Linked DNA regions of Sus scrofa: regions 2, 3 and 4 are each linked to region 1. The links are chromatin contacts, called in public targeted proximity ligation maps. All regions are on one chromosome and are shown on one strand. The core of a region is the stretch at or near the end of the contact, and the rest is flanking DNA. Distances in the headings are between cores, read along the strand shown. Region 1 has its middle 430 kb from the start of NUF2. Region 2 overlaps PBX1 (pre-B-cell leukemia transcription factor 1). Region 3 overlaps PBX1 (pre-B-cell leukemia transcription factor 1). Region 4 has its middle 51 kb from the start of PBX1.

What was found.
Region 2: a contact with region 1 is called in a targeted proximity ligation map of skeletal muscle, with 8 times the contacts expected there. A contact is called at or near these places in 2 of 47 Hi-C or Micro-C datasets (embryonic fibroblasts and subcutaneous adipose tissue) and 1 of 2 datasets of targeted methods (skeletal muscle).
Region 3: a contact with region 1 is called in a targeted proximity ligation map of skeletal muscle, with 2.5 times the contacts expected there. A contact is called at or near these places in 2 of 47 Hi-C or Micro-C datasets (embryonic fibroblasts and heart right ventricle) and 1 of 2 datasets of targeted methods (skeletal muscle).
Region 4: a targeted proximity ligation map of skeletal muscle shows a contact between it and region 1. A contact is called at or near these places in 1 of 47 Hi-C or Micro-C datasets (embryonic fibroblasts) and 1 of 2 datasets of targeted methods (skeletal muscle).

What each region holds. Positions count from the first base shown.
Region 1 is chr4:86,761,082-86,764,158 of Sscrofa11.1, forward strand. No RefSeq gene overlaps it. Among named protein-coding and RNA genes, the nearest start is that of NUF2, 430 kb to the right of the region's middle.
Region 2 is chr4:85,917,032-85,920,108 of Sscrofa11.1, forward strand. All of the region lies in intron 3 of PBX1 (pre-B-cell leukemia transcription factor 1), which reads right to left. Among named protein-coding and RNA genes, the nearest start is that of PBX1, 250 kb to the right of the region's middle.
Region 3 is chr4:86,111,275-86,114,351 of Sscrofa11.1, forward strand. All of the region lies in intron 2 of PBX1 (pre-B-cell leukemia transcription factor 1), which reads right to left. Among named protein-coding and RNA genes, the nearest start is that of PBX1, 57 kb to the right of the region's middle.
Region 4 is chr4:86,219,706-86,222,782 of Sscrofa11.1, forward strand. No RefSeq gene overlaps it. Among named protein-coding and RNA genes, the nearest start is that of PBX1, 51 kb to the left of the region's middle.

The DNA.
Region 1 (3,077 bases), core at 195-2,694:
TCTGATAAAAAGCCATCTCCTCCTCTCTCCCACCACCACTCCTTCTTTTTCTTAATCAGACCCTCCCTCCAACACTCACCCAAACACTTTTAACTTGTTACATCAATAGGCACTCCAGAGAATCTAGAGAAGATTTTTCTAACCACCAAGCTGCAGTGGTCCAGGAAGATGCCCCCCCTCAGAGAATCATAGTTGGATTGAACTCTGTGTGCCTGTTTTCACCATGAAAGCAAAATTCTATGAACAATTCTAGGACATGATTTCAAAAGTTTTATGCTTTTCTTAGTTAAAGTCACAGGAAAAATAAGCCAGCTTTCCTATCCCTAAGGAGTTTGCAGTTTTGAGGGAGAAATAGTGCTCTATAAGGAACTCAAATATAAGCCTAATTGTTTTATAAGTGAGAAAACTGGTATAAACAAAAAACAGCAGGAACTTGGAGGAGAGAGTGCCTACCTGTGGGTGATGAGGTGACTTTTCAAGGAGGAAATGGCAGCTGCATGGTGCTTTGCAGGACAAGTTTATTGAAATAAAGTGAGAAGGTAAACCAGATTATTCTAAGCTGAAGAAACAGTATGGATATGAGTATAAAGGCATAAAAACTTGGGGCATATTCTAGAAATCCTGCATTTGTACATTTTAGCGACTTTTCTAGGTAGGCATGTTGTTTACTTTTGTAATTTCTTTGTTTGCATCTGAACGCGGTGTCACTTCCTGGGGCTCGTGAAGTGTTCCCTGTTATGAAAGTCCCTTTTCAGTTCACAGGAGGTATGGAGATAGAGATGTCTTTCTGGTTCTCTACGCGAAGCCATTTTGTAGGGAATGATGCCAGCTGGAATCTGAGGCTTGCTCTTAAGAAAGACGGCACCTAAGAATTCCTGAGAAGAATTTTCTGAGCACCTGGATTCCTTAGCATTTGACCTGGCATGAATGTCATTCAAAAAAAAAAAAAAAAAAGTTTTTAAAGTGAAGAAAGAAAGAAAAGAAAAGAAAAAATAAACCCCCCCCCCAAAAAAAAGAGAGAGATGAAAAAAAAAATTCCAAATCAATGAAACATTCCCTCTGAATTCATGGGAAAGATGAGAGGATCGCTATTGACAGCAATCTGTTGGGGTGGGGGTGGGGGTGCAGAACAAACTGGGGTAGTGCTATCTTCCAGGTCTTAGGAAATCACCACAACACAGCCTCCTGCATCTCCCCAATCCTCCTCCTTTGTGTACCACTGAATGCCTGGGGGAAAAGAAAGAAATAACCAGGGAGAGTTCAAACCAGGAAAAAAAAAAAAAAAAAAAAATGGAAACCAGATTCTCTGAGGGAAAAACACAATCGGCACACCGCAAGCAGCGAGAAACCTGGAAAGCAAAATGCTAAAAGCAAGTGAGAGAGGCTTTTGCAAAAGGAAATTAGATATGAGCTGCCAGGTGATATAGCAGCTGAAAGGTCAGTGCTATTTTGGGCTGAATATGAAGAGGCTTCAGGCATCTCAGGACAAAAAAAAAGTACAAACTAGAGAGGGTTCAGAGAAAGGCAACCGCATTGATTAAAGAATGGCTGTTGGCTTTGTGGTGAAAGATGAAAGGCTTGAGATAGTCAGGAGAAGCCAGGGAGCTGGGTGCCAATTGTATATTAATAGCATTTTGTGGTGACAAAACACTCAACACCATGTTTATTTCTTATCTCTCACACGGTCGTTTTCTCCTTGTAAAATGTGTTCATTCATCCAACAGTCATTTATTGACCACCTGCTCTGTGCCATTTACTGTGCTGGGGAGTTCAAGTTAAATAAGCTACTGCCTCAGTCCTTGAAAAGCTCACTGTCCAATGGAGACCAGGAATCAGGAAGCAGTAAGCAGAATGTCATGGGGGTGAGGACTAAAGAGGTCCCACGACCTCAAGAAAAGGGATTATTATTGCACTTCAAGAAGGCAGGAGAAGTTTAAAGAGAAGGCAATCTTTTAGCTAGATTTTGCAGAATTGAATAGGTTTTCACAAAGTGGAATATGTGATGGGGGGCGGTGAGTAGGGGAACACTTCAAGCAGAAGGAAAATCATGATTAAAAACACAGATTAGGGAGTACAACCCAGTGATGCTAAAGCCAAGGTCATGTGGACAGATCAAGGAGTGGACTGGTGGAAAACAGATCATAAAAGGGACCCATCATTTGTGAGAGTATGTTAGAGTAGGCTGATGGGCATGAGTTTTACCAGCAAATATCCTTGAAGGAATACAATAAAGTTCTGTGTTTTCAGGAAATATAATGTTTGGCATAACACAGCCTCTGACCTGAAGGAACTTCTCAATCAATCAATAAACTGTTGTTGAAGTCTTTACATGCCCTGGGTGCTAAGCTGGGGGTTCATCTCAAATAAGACAAACCTCTCAAAAACTTTCAATCAAGGTAATGGTGACAAATTAATCACATAAATTATTAAAAAATTTTAAATGTATAGAATAGAAACCAAAGGATATTACAACATGCTGCTAGTGGGGAAGGAAGAGAATACCTGATAAGTTCCCACTCTGAATACCTGTTGGGATAAAATAAACTTCCCCAAATTTTAATGGTTTAAAAAACACTTTATAATTATAACTCATGGTTGTGTGGTTTGACTGGATTCAGCTGGGTGGCTCTCCTTTGGGGTCTCTCGTGTTGTTGATGTTAGTGGCAGCTGGAGCTGGAATCATCTGTAGGTTCAGCTGGGCTGGACATCCAGAATGTTCCTTTATTTTGATGTGTGGTGCCTCTGATGGGATGTCTGGCACTGATAGAGGCTACCAAGGCATCTGTGTCTCTCCACATGTCATCTTCATATGGCAACTTTGCATTTTTCATAGCACAGTAGTCTCGGATGGTCTTAGACATCTCACATGATATTAGGCTTCCCTCAGGCTTCCCTCAGGCTGAGGAAAAAGCTACAACGCTTCTCAGAACTTACCCTTGGGAGTCATGCAAGGTCACTTCTGTCCTATACTACAAATCAAAGTGCAAGTCATAGGGACAGTCCATTCAGGGCTTGAGCATTAAGAAGCATGAGTCATTGGAAAGCCATCTTTGGAGGAAAGCTACCATGGCTCCAAA
Region 2 (3,077 bases), core at 405-2,904, 840 kb before region 1:
AAGGGAACTCCCTTCCTTTCTTTCTTATCGGCTGCACCTGTGGCATATGGAAGTTTCCAGGCTGGGGATCAAATCAGAGCTGCAGCTGAGGCCTATACCACAGCCACGGCAATGCCATATTCAAGCCACATCTACTTATACCTCAGCTCACAGCAAAGCCAGATGCTTAACCTACTGAGTAGGGTCAGGAACTGAACCCACATCCTCACAGAGATGACAGGTTCTTAACCAGCTGAGCCACAACAGGAACTCCGCCACTGCTCTTTCTTTTAGTGACTATTACTGTAGTCTGGTTTTCTCGGTGAGCACTAAGTAAAATATCTATTCACATGCCACTCACAGTAATGTTGTAAAACTGTGTAATATTTGCAATAAAAAGGCAAGTTAATGCTTTGAGCTGAAGAACTAATGACTCAAAGGGTCCAACCTAGCCTAAACACACTTATTAATGATAACTCCGCATTGCCATTGTTTTTAACCACATGCATCTCCTCACAGATGTCAATAATGCAATAATATTAACACATTTACTAGTCATTTCTCCAAGACATCCTTCCAGTTGGTTGGCCAAAGATACATAGGCAGACACATCCACTGGGCTGTGTCTACACTGGGGCTGGGAGGCCTGGTTTTTGACCCTGCCTCTGTGGGTATGTGGGCAAATCCTTTCACTACTCAGTACTTCATTTCATTTGTCCGTGAGTGGATTTAATCATTCCTAACCCTTTAGCAAGGCTAGCTGCCCCAAGCTCCTGTGCAGTGACCTGCAGATGGAGTAAATCACATGAACAGAGCAGCGGGCTAAGGGCACAGACTGTCTCTGTTCAGATCTTGCTTCTGGAACTCACATCACAGCGGGGCTTGGTTAGTTCCCTAAGATCCCTGCCTCTCGTCTTCCCTATTCGTGAAATGGGGACAGCAGTACCTCAAAGGGAGTGGCAAGGACCATATACAAGTTACCATGTGTGTCTGGTCATATAAAGTGTGTCATTAGCACTGCTTCAAAGTTTAGGTAACTTAGAAACCCAGCATATTCTCACAATTGGTGGGCAAACTTCCCCCCGACTTCAGTTTCCCAGTTTCCCTTGTGTTAAATATGAAAAGGGGTCATAGATACCCTGCTTCTACTCTGCAGAGATGAGCTGAAGACAAAATCCACAGAAGATCGGGTCCACGTAGCATTTTGCTCTCACTAAGAAAATTGCTACAGAAACATACGATCTTCTAAGTATCTTCCCTCCCCAACCTCAACTGTGCCCCACCCCCCACAAGCTGTACAACAAAGAGAGGGAAATAAAACCTGGCAGCGGGTTGGCTAGAATTCTACGGGGCCACGGGGTGGGTAGTGGAGGCAGGCATCCCAACAGGCTTTCTGGGGAAATGCCACACACACCCCCCCCCGCTGGGGTGCAGCTTCCCCACTTGGAGGGGGCTCAAAGGGAGGAGGGGCTGGATGAGAAGGAGGTATTGTCAAGGGTACTGGCTCTCTGCCGGGAAGCCACAGTGCTCGGCTAATAATAATGTGCTTCATTACGGTGAATCAAAATACTCACAATATCTGATGTTTATTCAGGGCATTTGATCCCGGGCCCCTTTCTGCTCTGCCATAAACAGACAGTGAAGTCTTTTCACCCACTGCTGAGGTGGCTCAAGGCAGCTGCTCAACAGCTGCTCAGGAACGCAACAGACAGCAGAGAAGTGGTCCAAGTCCATTTTGGACAGGCCGAATGCAATGATCCAGATCTTTCCAGGACCTGAGCCACCCACGCCTCCTCTTCAGTCCCCCCAAGCTCGGCACTTTCAGGGGCCACGCTGCTCCCATTCTGTCAGGTGCTCCCGATGACAGGATGAAAGAGTAGGGGTGACAATTGTTAATTAACTAGGACCCTCACAGGCTGAAGGTTCCCGTGGCAGAGGAGACGATACTGCATACTGTCCTAAAGACAGTCGCCTTCGAGAGCGCCCCCTCCAGCTGCCCCCAGAGAGTTGTCGCTTTCTGAAAGGAGACATTCTAAGTCCGGGACAAAGGCACCTCTGGGAGCACCTGACCCAAAAAATGCTCTCTTAGAAAATCATGCTTGAGTTTAATTTAATCGGAGATTTAAGCTTCCTTCCCGCACTTTTCTCTTACTCCTTCAAGCTGGATGTGGCTGCCAATTTCAGCAACGAATGTGACTGGGATTTCAGGACCCTCTTAGCTGTAAATGGACTTTACCCAACCCAGTTCAGCCTTAGAGACTGAGCACCGACAATGCCCTGGCAGCGTAATTTACAAAAACTGAAGAACTCTGCATAGCTACAAGAGTTATTTTTTTTTTAATAGCACTTGGAATAAAGTTCAGGTTTCTGATACCATGGTTTTATCTATTAGAATATGCCAGCTCTTAAATACCTTCGCTCCCAATGTGATCTGTTGAAAAAGTGTTTTACCAATTCCATTTAATGAAGAAAACAATTTCCTTCCTTTCTTGCTAATGAAAGTCTCTAGAAGCCTTCTTTATCTAATAACCTCAGGGTGAAACAATGGCTGGTTCCGGTAGTTTTTTTTGGAGGTGGGGCTGAGTAGGGTTATGGTAGCTAATTACTGGGAAGCTAACAGATCCGCTGGTTGTGTACTACCACCAAACCAGAAACAAAACAAGCAACAGAATCAACTCGTGAACAGTCAGTTTGGTAACTTCATGTAGGTACAGAGACATTTTTACTTTACTAAGCTTTCCTATTTTTAAAAAAGCTCCCACGAGGAAGGGCTGCAGGAAAAATGAAGAAGATCCATCTCTCCAACACACTCGCTAGAAGGTTAATGGCATAATTTCCTCACAATCTGCTATTTACTATAATTAACAATACAACTAATATTAATAAATTATTAGGCACAGAGAGTGTGTTAAACAGTATTCAGTTCTCACCCAGAAAATGCCCACAGAAGTAAGGAAATAATTTTTTACTACTTTTGAAGAATAAACATAGGCCACCCCACTATATTTACTTAATCTGCAACCTAGACCACACACAGCTCACGGCAATGCCGGATCCTTAACCCACTGAGTGAGGCCAGGGATCGGACCTGAAACCTC
Region 3 (3,077 bases), core at 382-2,881, 650 kb before region 1:
ATGCGAATTAGTAAAAAAGCCTAAAATGATACGGATTTCTTTTTTCTTCTAATAGCCACACCTGTGGCATACATATGAAAGTTCCTGGGCTAGTTATCAAATCAGAGCTGCAGCTGCAGTCTACACCACAGCCATGGCAACACCAGATCTGAGCCACATCTACGACCTACGCCACAGCTTGTGGCAACACCAGATCCTTAACCCACTAAGTTAGGCCAGGGAATCAAACTCGTATCCTCACGTACACTACATCAGGTTCTTAATCCACTGGCCCACAACTGAACTCCAAGATTATTTTTAAAGATATAAAAATGTTGTCATGTTTGCCTGGAGACAATTATTAGGATTAGCTAGAATTACATAAACAAAATACAGCCTCTAAACTGAAGACCTGCTTCTTAGGTATTTACATACAAATGAGTGTTTTTGAAGGCCTTGAATCCAAAGGTTTTTCTAAGGTAGTCTACATTTTTCTATACAAGTCTGCCTAGATCTTTACAATATGTATTTAATGGGTCTGCCTTATCTATGAAACTAAAGTAAACTTCCTCCATGTCTCTGCAACAGTTATCACAAAGTCAACATCAATAAAATCAGACATCTGGCCAAGGACAAGGAATAAAGAGTTGTCCTCATCTGAGTACCAGAGGTTGATGCAGAGAAGGCACTTCTTCTCTGAGAAAGTCAGCTGTCCCGCCTCCACTTCTCCAGGTAGTGCTCACAGAGTACATGCCCCTCCCCCCACCCCGCCCACTCCCCACACCCCATCTTTCCGTCCATCAACAAAGCACACATGCTTAGGCGCTTAGGTGGGATGGAGCCTCAGAGAGAAGTGGAACTTGTAACAGACAAAGCAGTGATGGGGAAAACAAAACCCGCTAACCTCAGAGGATTGTGGGATCACTTGGAGCGCTCAATGGGATGTTTACAAAGTGCCCTCTAAACTATAAAATCACACAAACAAAACTTACTATAATCACCCTGGAGTAGGAGGGGGAGGATGCCGACAAAATACTGCAAAACGCCACAGTTCGGTGGAGCTCTCCCTGAGACATGCTGGGTACCCACACTATTATTTCTCTAGCATCTAGAAAACTTCCTGGCCCAATCTCTGTATCTGAAGCAGGATTTTTTTAAACCCAACAAAATTAGAAGATCCATGGATGGTCTTTCAGAGGTTCCTTAGCTTCCTGAAATTACACAGGGAAACAAAAATGTGTGTATCTAAGTTCCTTTTCTGGGGAGAGGGCCATAGCTTTCATGAGAATATAATGAGACACATGACCCAAAAGGTGTCCCACTCTGGCTGTAAAGGGGAGTGTCTAAGGCTGTGTACCGGAGGATTAAGATCAGGTGGGAGCTACTATTTCAAGAGTTTCCAAAAGCATCCACTGCCCTGTCCAAACCAGCTGGTCCTTCAGGTCAATTTCATCCCCTTGAGGACTCCCCCCACCCACCCTCAGCCCCTTAACTGAATAATCTAGTAAGCCGCTGCTTGAAAGATATTGTAAATAGCTCCAACGGAGTGTAGTTTGGGGCAGCTTCCAATTAGCCTTCACTTAACGGTCTTTTTTTTTCCTGCCAAGTTTGTGTGGTGAGGATCCAAGACCCCGCCCTCTGCTTGGCTCAGAGTTCAGGGGCAGGGAGGAGTCAAGTTTGTGATCAAGCTGGTAGATGTCAGCTTGAGCGTGTCCAGATGTCCCCACCTGAACGCTGCAGAGGGAAATTAAAAGGTGCTTTGAAAAGAGGTGTGCCTGGCAGTGCGGCAGTGAAGGGAGCTGGTTTCCTGTGAGTTTCCTTCTTTTGTTTCTCTCCCTTTAGCCTAACCCTAACATTTCCCTATGGCCACTTAATCATCCGTGATCATTTTACCCTTTTCTCTGCTTCCTGGATGATTATCTCCCCATTTCATTTGCATCCCAGTGGAGATACATCTAAGCTAAAAACAAAGCTGATGGCCAATTAAAAGGTAAGCGCCTTATGTGAAAGGCTGGAACATTTGTACTTCAATATTCATAATTAGGTAGCTCTTGAATGACTGAAGAACAATGCATGGCCAGATATGAGGCTAATCAAGCACCTATACTTTGCAATCCAAATCAACCCACGTCTATTTAACTGATTGCTGGGAATTACCTGCTTCCCTATTGCTGGCTGGGAGCCTCAGTACTTCATAAATATTAGAGATGGAAAAGACCACGGAGTTCCTAATGTGTTTATTTCAGTATAATGAATTCTTCAGGCAAGTGATAGGATTACTGAAGCAGAGCTTGGTAAAAACCCTACTGATTTTGGCAGCTCTACTATTCTTCAGGAAGAGCATCGAAATATTACTGAGGAATAGAGCACAGCCATCACTCACTTGGACGTAATTTTTTTAAGGAAGATAGAACTTACCTTTCACTTATTTTTCCAAATCATCAGAGCACCAAAATTGCCCCTGGAGTTGTACAAGGTTAAACAGAGAAAAAAGGGAGAACGTGAGCACTGGAGGAGCTGGTCATCTTGGACAAGATTCAAGTGAACGTCAGCATCCCCCAGAGGAGGTTAGGGGCTGGCGTTGATCATCTATCTCTTGAGTCCCTCCAACGTGGGGATTATTCTCCCAATAGAAAGCTAATTTAGAATCTGTTCTTAGACCTTTAAGGGATGCTTTCAAGGGTTTATAAATACTACTACTAATTTGGGGGTGGGAGGGAGGTGGTAACGGGGTTTTTCAGCCTTGCTCAGAGAGGTAAGATATTGACACTTAACAAACTGAGGCAATGGGAAGGCCAAAGAAATGCTAACACTCACCAAACAATTCTTTTTCTAGACAAGAATCAGGTATTAACATCTCTCCTCCTTGCAGATGCTCTGTCCACTGGGAGGCAGCACAGGCTGTTGGAAAGAGAAATGCACCAGAGCCCAGGGATCCGGGTTCTAGTCCCTGCTGTGCCACGGACCTGGGGCATGTGCTGTGGCCAGTAAACAGCATCTCAGATACAAAATTAGGGGAAAAAAAAAAAGAGAGAGAGAGAGAGAAAAGGAGACAAGAGATGCAGATGGACCTCAGAGGTAAAGCTATCACCTGCCGA
Region 4 (3,077 bases), core at 391-2,890, 540 kb before region 1:
CAAAAAAAAAAAAAAAAAAAAAAAAAAAAAAGTTAGCTTTAAAAAAAAATTGTTAGACTCTCCTGAAAGATATTGAGAGTAGCATAGAACCATGATATCTGAGCTATGCTGAATAACGTGTCCCCAAGTATGTCCATGTACTAATTCCAAGAACTTACATGTTACCTTACAGAGCTAACAGGACTTTGGAGACCCAATCAAGGCGAAGGACCACAATAAAAGGAGATTGTTCTGTAGTTTTCTGGTCAGCCCAGTCTAATCATGTGAGTCCTTAAAAATGGAAGAAGAAGGCAAAAGAGTGATGCCACAGGAGAAGGACTTGACCTGTTATTGTTGACTATGAAGATGGAGAAAGAGGCCCTGAGACAAGGAATGTGAGTGGCCTCTCAAAGCTGGGACCTCAGTCCTACAACCACAAAGAACCAACTTCCGTCCACAACCCAAATGAGCAGGAAATGGGATTTTCCTCTAGAGTCTCCAGAAAGGGACAAAGGCTGCAAACACTTAATTTTAGTCCAGTGGGGCCCTTTGGGACTTCTGACCTATAGGGCTGTAAGGTAAAAGATTTGTGTTGTTTTTGTGCTTGTGCTACCAAGCTTTCAGGCAGTGATAGGAAACTAATACAGTAACTCTGACTAGTGGACCACACTTTCCATTAAGCTTCTAGATCTTCTAAGGATTATAACAACATTGGGGCACAACATTGTAAATTGACTATACTTTAATTAAAAAAAATGCATAAAAGACCAAAAAGAGACATTTATCGATGACCAGGATGAAAATAAAGTGCACACCAGTTGTCCTTTTCTCACCTTAGAAAGGGGCATTGAGCTTTCATTTTTTTACCACCATCTGTTTGGAAGTTCTTTGGGTTCACTTTGGTTGAAGCTGGGGAGCAAGATAGGAAACCTGGTTTTTAATTTGTATGATTTAGTTTGTTTCAGCCAATGTCTCCAGAGCTATGTCATGTACAAAGTGAAATCACCTCTACGCTGTATCTTTAAAAGCTGGGGAAGTGCACGGAGCAGCAGCAGCAGTCAATACCAATTTCCACACCTGGATCAATACCATCGGATGGCTCTGTAGCTGCAAAGATTGTTTCACACACATACTCAGGGAAAGGGAGGGCCAGGGAGGGAAAGGGAATTGGTTTTAATGATTTCATGGCTCTGAGTATTCCCTCTCTCCCTCTCTTCTTTAAAAGAAATAAATACATAAAATTAGAAATCAGATTTACGAAACTGTCAGTCTGCATCCAACCCAGCTTCCTGCCCTAGTCTGTCATCCACAGTAGCATCCAGCCTGGCAAATAGCCTTATTCTGCTTGTGCAGTTATACGTATTGAAGAGAAAAAGGTGATAACGCTGTTTGCAGTGATGCAATAATAAAAGAAAAGTCTCTGTATTTACAACAGGCCTTTCCTCAAGGACTTTAGGGGCAGTTTCCTTAATTTACAAGTTGAGAACAAGCATCAGCAGCTTGTGCACTGGCACGTATTAATTTCTATGCGGGGTCTATATGCATGTGCCTGGATAACATGGAACTAAAATGTTTTCTTAGGTACTCTCACCGCAGCCTGACATTGTAGTTCTGAGTCAGAGTCTCCCTCGTGAGTGGGACTGGGGAGCTATTTTTCACAAGGCAGGGTTGTTGGAACTGCCAGGAGACTGCAACTGCAATAGAAACAGCAGGAGAAGCGCAGGGATCCGATGCCATTAGCTTTGCTGGAAGCTTTCCCAGTAGGTCAGGGTCTCAACTGTTTCTCCTCCTGGGAGTGGACACAGCTTAGATTCTACAGCATCTTGCTGAGGCCCCCGCCAACACGCTTTGTCGCCAGGCAGCCCATTAGCTCACCTCCAGAGAAGGCTGACCCTCCCTCAGAGGAGGCAGACCCATCATCACCATGAGCCAAACAAAGGAATAAATATGTCCCCTCTGGGCCCTGACATAATGGGGCAGCTTAATCCTCAGCTTGGTAAATGCCACAGCTCCAACCGTGACCAGCTCAATCTTGAAGGCAGATCAAATGACTTTCAGGAGTGGTTCTGTACAACCCCCAGCTGGAGGGCCAAGAGGTTGCAGGAAAGAGCGACTTTTCTGGAGACCGATTATAAAGATTCTCTTCCTCTTCATCCTCTCTGATGTTTTCTTCTGCTTTGTGGTTTTGACAAAGGGTTGCCATACGCATCATCTCACCTATTCCTCACATGGACTCTGCATTTGAGCCCTTTGCCATAGCTGAGGCTTGGGGAGAGCAAGTCTCAGGGTTTGGGAAGGTAATCACTGAATAGGGAATTACCGAACTGGGGACCGAACACACCAGGTAGCCCCTTTAATGTCAGGATGTAATAGGAGCGGGGCAGCAAAATTTCATAAACCCTTTCTCTGATACTGTTTATTTCCACAAATAGAAGCAGAGTCATAGACTCCTCAGTTCCTAGCTGCCCGATTAAAAATAGGCCGACTCTCTATGTGGACTTCAGCCATCTGTGCCTGGGTTCACTTTATCTTTCAGTGGGGACCTAAACCCTTCTTCGGCTGCCTGTTCTCCTGAAGGACAGACTTGAAACCTTAACTCAGCAGCAGGGAGGGTCCTAGAATACAACACACGTTTTTGAAATTATTCCTCTTTTCCTTTAAGAGCCGGTAAATCCCCACTAAATTAATCTCCACTAAACTCCATTTAAGAAGAGCCCACAATACTGAATAACCATTGAAAAAGTCCACTGTTATTTTGCAAGAAGTCTCTCTGCTTCACTCACTTTCTCCAACTGCCCACACTGTTTACTCCTTCTGGATGCTTGCTTTATGTTCACCCCCAGCACCTCCTGAAAGATCAACAGCAATTAGTTTGATTATGAAATGATAAAAACAGATATAAAGGCCCCCATAAATCTCCCAATAAATCACCCAAAAATACAGAGTCTTCTAGCTAAATTAAGTGAGGTTTCTTGTTTGTATGCTGTGGCATGGATCTTACGTTAGGCTAATGACATGTTCACCAGGACACAAGTGAATCACAGGTAGACCCAAAAGGTTCAGGTCAGGGAAGTACACAAGCAGAATGGCTTTCTCCC